Regions from separate parts of the Oryzias latipes genome. Here region 2 is linked to region 1. Evidence: chromatin contacts called from public Hi-C data. All regions are on one chromosome and are shown on one strand. The core of a region is the stretch at or near the end of the contact, and the rest is flanking DNA. Distances in the headings are between cores, read along the strand shown. Region 1 holds the start of rcbtb2 (RCC1 and BTB domain-containing protein 2). Region 2 holds the start of cog6 (conserved oligomeric Golgi complex subunit 6).

The links. A called contact is a pair of places that touch in the nucleus more often than the background predicts.
Region 2: a Hi-C map of embryo shows a contact between it and region 1, with 3 times the contacts expected there. The contact joins the promoter of cog6 here to the promoter of rcbtb2 in region 1. A contact is called at or near these places in 2 of 5 Hi-C or Micro-C datasets (embryo and fibroblasts).

What each region holds. Positions count from the first base shown.
Region 1 is chr13:7,144,502-7,147,201 of ASM223467v1, forward strand. rcbtb2 (RCC1 and BTB domain-containing protein 2) reads left to right here and starts at 1,449. Exons shown (of 12, transcript XM_004075287.4): 1 at 1,449-1,788.
Region 2 is chr13:7,281,526-7,284,225 of ASM223467v1, forward strand. cog6 (conserved oligomeric Golgi complex subunit 6) reads left to right here and starts at 1,336. Exons shown (of 19, transcript XM_004075290.4): 1 at 1,336-1,538; 2 at 1,767-1,910. The coding sequence starts at 1,404. lhfpl6 (LHFPL tetraspan subfamily member 6 protein) reads right to left here and starts at 451. Exons shown (of 4, transcript XM_004075289.4): 1 at 133-451.

The DNA.
Region 1 (2,700 bases), core at 199-2,698:
TAATCGGTTAACAGCCAGACACTAGACTTCAAACTGAAATAGCCTAATTACAAAAAACACACACACACACACACACAAAAACCCTAATAGTTATTTCAAATATTAAATTGAAACACTTTAAACTTAACCTTAGAAATGTAACATTACTTTTCTAAGTAAGTCAAGACTGTTTTCCTTTACAGAAAATATTCATGGAAACTGTGCCACATCATGGGTCTTGTAAAGACAGACATTTCTCAGAATTCACTGTCCAGGGCTCCACCTAATGGAACTTATTCATGACTGCGTTTTAGGGGAAACCAACAAACAAATAAACTACCTTTAAAACAGTAGCCTATAGATAAAATTCCACAATATAACAAGTGTCAGCCTATTGGATATCAAGAATAAGATAAATATTCTCTTTTACTTATATTTAAATTGATATTTTTTTTAAATAAGGCCAAAAATATAAAAATAATCAGGTTGTTTTTGCACTCATTTGTCTGATTGACTCTTGTACACCACAGGACGCATCATTATTGAGATAAAAATGAAAACAAATGAATGTTTTACTGCAGGTCTGACACTACAAATCAAAATAGGGATTTAAAACTTAAAAATGAAGAGAGTTAAGTTGGTCTGAAAATAATCCCAATTTAATAACCTTTGTACAGTCTGGAACAGGCACAGTGGAAGGCTCTGGCTCAAATCCTGGCTGGGACCTTTCTGTGTGAAGTTTGAGTGTTCTCCCCGTGCATGCAGGGGTTCTCTCTGGGCACTTCCTCAAAGTGTCCCTTAGTGTGCATGTATGAGTGTGTGTTGGAGTGATTGTGGCCCTGTGACAGACAAGCGACCTGTCTGGGGCGTACCCCACCTTCGCCCTGGGACAGACTGCGGCGACCCCATGACCCCGAAAGCAATAGAGTGGGTTGAGAAAATGAAAACTGGAATAAACTGAATGATTGTGTTAGTACAAATTAGATATTCCCACACACTTTTGATCACATCTATAAAAAACTAAATGTAAAGTATTGATTACATTTTGATGACTTGTACAGCAAATGGTCAGCTTTAATGAGGGTAGTTCTGCTGAACTTTACACCCAAGTTTTATTCCCCACTGTCACCCCTTTACGTAGCCCTGGACATTACGTTAAAAATAAGTAAATAAATAGTTTCCTCAAATTAGCAATTTGTGCACACAGTTTGCCAATTTGTAGCCACAAATTAAAATTTTAGTAGCATTTGTGTGCATTGCTTTTTCACAGATATTCCCCCTTTTGAGATAATCTGTTAGGCAATTACATAAAATGGTATTAAAACACAGGTATATTATTTTTGGCCTTTTTGAAATAGTCTGGACCAAACTGAGCAACTGCAGACAATTAATTTGTCTTTTTTATATTGTTTCTGAAGACAAACCATTTTTATGAATAAAATGAAGATCGTAATTTTTTAAGCACAAACTATTACTGGATTTCGTTAAATATGTCCGACTCGTTATTTCAAAACTTCAAATGTGCTTGCAGTTCACCACATTAGCCCTGAATTTCTAAAAATTCCTACTTTCGTAAACGCACCATCCGGCAATGGGAAGTGAACTGACGTTTGTGTGTGTTTTTTTTTCCCAAGCCGTGATGTAGCCTTCAAAGCTAGCTCCTGCAAGGTACAAGCAAAGCTACCCGACCAATGTCCCGCTGCAGATGTCCTTTTTGTAAAAAAAAAAAAAAAAAATGTTTTATTGATTACTATTAAATAGTAAAAAGACCATTACAGACGGAGCTCCAGCTTGGACAACAACAACAAGGTAACGTCAACAGTTTGAGCTATTAGCTGTCCTGTCTTACGCTAATCACCTGTACATTGTTTTTCGTTTGTTTTAAGTAGACTTCAGATTTTTTAATACATATTTGTTTAGGTTGTAGGCGGTGTGAGTTAGATTTATAAAACTAAAAATAACTGAATTGTTTGGACTGGAAGCGATAGTTTAGGAAGGAGTTCATCATGCTAACTAACTACTGCAACTTCCTATCATCGTCGCCCAGCCAGGTGACAGCAGGAGTTAGTTTCATTTACAACATTAGATTTTGCATACCTCTGGAGTTTAATAAAACATAGGCAAACGCTAGTTCGACCTATATTTGCATGTCTCTTATATCCAGTCTAAGGTAGTAGAAAACGGTGCAGAATTTATATTATTATTTCAATCTGAAGTGGGTGAGGTTAAAGCAAGGGGGCATACAGTGTTTTTTTTGTTTGTTTTTTACTATAATGTATTAAAAGTTGCATGAAAACACACTAAATTGCAGACTGAATAGATTGGTACGTGTTGATTTTTTTATTCTTTAATGTGAGCTTGTAGATTTTATTATATATACACATAAGCTTGGATTTGGTCAAAGTTTTATTACAAAAACAAAAATTGAGTTAAAAAAAACAATACATGTGACTTTTTCTTAAATCAAAAGGAACATTTAAAAGTTTTTCTTTCAGATTTTAGTGTAAGAACTTTAAAATTCAGCATAATGTAATGAAAGTTTGTCATTTGTTTCTGTTTGGTCACAATTATGTGAAAAATGTTGCCAAACAGCCCAAAAAAAAAGTTTTAAAAGGGAAACGTGAACAATTCAGCAATAGTTCTTGGGGTTTTGTGGCATTTTGAATCAAATTATACACTTGTGAGCTTAAATTTAAATATTTTAGTATTTTGGTTGTGAGA
Region 2 (2,700 bases), core at 86-2,585, 140 kb after region 1:
AAACTTCAACCAATGCAGGAAATGACTTGTTAATTAACAACGAACCAACAGAAAAGGTTGGACTGGGATTGCAGAAATTGCAGATAATCTCCAAGAACGCACGGATTAATGTAAAAATGCGTCAAATCTTACATTTTGGAAGACTTCCAGAAGAAGGTGAGTTAGGTATACACAGGTTGTTCCCATATGCGGACCCCAGCTGGGTCTAAAACAAACTTTTTTGCAGAGGAGGACGAGAGGCAGGAAGCAGAAACCGACGATCCGAAAAGTGACTGCAGGACGTGCGCTGGAATCGGCTTCTTCTCAACGGTGCGCTGCACCGGAGCAGTGATCCGTTCTCCACTCGCGCGCGGAGCCGCTGCTGCTGCTGACTGCCCGAACCCCGAGCTCACATTCCAGCTCAGAGACTGGAGGGAGGCGGGGAGGAGGCGTCCAAGAGACGCCGCTGGGATGCAACCATCAATCACGCCGAACTCCACCCAGGGGCCGGACTCACCTCCACCACGCTGACGCATTCACGGACAGTCAGAAAACGGAAGCTTTACTTTGTACGCGTAAAGGTGAAACACATTACGAAATAAACATCTGTTATTTATAAAAATGGAATTAGCAAAAACAATAATTCTCTTTTTTTATCTCTAATAAAATTCAGTTTGGGTTTATTTACTAAGGCAAACATATTCAATTCTTAGTTGACAATTCAATCATTTTAGGAATTCATGCAATCAGTAATGACATTACATTACATTATATTTTAAATAGTCTGAATATTTTAATATGTATTTGTGCAGAACATAGTTATTGAGATTCATTCCTCACCCATACCAACTTATGCATTCTCAGTAGGGTCGTAGGGAACTCTAAGAGCAATCTTGTATTTCCTGACAAAGCAAAATTTTAATGCATTTAAATTTGTTGCAAGGGCTGAAGTGTTTGCAGTGGATCTGGAGTTGCAAGCATCCCAGGAGGTGAGAGATGGTTAATAGAATCTAATTATAGTGCAATGTTTTTCTCTCTCTCTTTTACGTAAATTACGTAAAACTCTTATTATTATTTTTTTACTGTAGCCATTATTCACTCAATGACCAATCGATAGTTCAATCTTCATTTTTTCCCCCTTATTGCTTTCATTTTATTTAAGAGAATACTTTGCGTTAGAAAAAGTTCTCAATTTAAGTGCTACAAGTCTATACTAAAATTAAACTCAAACTCAAACTGTATTTATTTGTATAGCGCCTTTTATTCCAGCTGAAAACACAAAGCTCTTATTTTACATAATAGCAAATCTGCAGGAAATGAATACCTCACTAAGCCCCGGAACGTTGTATCTGGGATTCCGACCGGACGTACTTTTCAAACGGACCAAAATACCTCTCAGAGTTGACGTGGAAGTGTATGCAAAAATGGCTAATACTCAAGCAGAAATTCCGATAGATAGTTCCACCGTGACATCAAATTCAAATGTTTCTTCGCAGCCTAATAACCCGTTATCAAGGAAGCTTAACAAAATATTGGAGACGAGACTTGACAATGACAAGGTTCGTCGGAGGGTTTGGTTTCATGCTAGCTAGCTAACAGTCGCTGGTGTGGGAAGAACACAGCTCCAGCTAACACTTACATTTTTCGTGCTGTTAATTACTTGAAGCTAAAATAAACACGCTATTTAACCTTCAAAGCACAACTTAATTGATGTGAATAGTGTTGCCGAAGTATTTTGTTATCATCCTCTCCTGTGTTTTTAAGTGGTTCCTCTATTTTATTCTCAGGAGATGCTGGAGGCTCTAAAGGCATTGTCAGTGTTCTTCACCGAAAACAGTTTGCGCACCAGGAGAAATCTTCGCGGAGACATAGAGAGACGAAGTCTAACGATTAATGAGGACTTTGCACGAATATTTCAAGAAGTAAAGGAGGTAACTCTAACATAATGTGCATCATGTGAATTTTCCATAGCATTGAATTACTTGTTTTTAGGTCAAAATTTAAACTTTTGTGCCTTAAGTAAAATGGACCTAAAAGCATCCAAATGTGGACGCAGGTAAAATAGTAAACGTACTGCAAACACAGAGTAACTTTCGGAATTTAATGTTTCACAGAATGGTTTCGTCTTGTTAAATAAGAAAACCTAAAAGCTAAATGTGAAACAAGCAAACAAAAGAAAGTCCTGCATGACTAATATTTTCAAAAACTAAATGCAGCAATTAAAAAAGAAATCTCTGTTGATTAATTCTAAAAGCAAACAAAGCAACAACAAAAAAATCTGAAAAAAGTAAAATAGTTGCTGTAAACACAAATTTACATAAGTTAAAAGATGCCCAAATCAAAAGGAAAATACACTCAGATGTAATTGAGTAAATGTAACATAACCTCCATCCCAAACACTTGTGCAGTTACCTTCCTTCTAAGAAAAGAAAGTGAATATTTTTCAGTCATTTTTTCTAAATACGAAGGCTTATTTTTTGGCCTCACAGACCTGGAAGAGGGGTTAGGGTTAGGATTACGGCTGGGGTTAGGTCAACCATCTAATAGCTCCCATATCCTGCTCACTGCTCCCGCAGGGATGGGTCAGTGCCACAGAACAAAATTTCACAGAATTAGGTGTGTGATATCTGATGGAACTTTGGCTTCATTTTAAATACATGTGTCCACCAACAGCATTTATGTCTGGGCAATGCAGAAATGTTTATCTTTGCAGTACATATT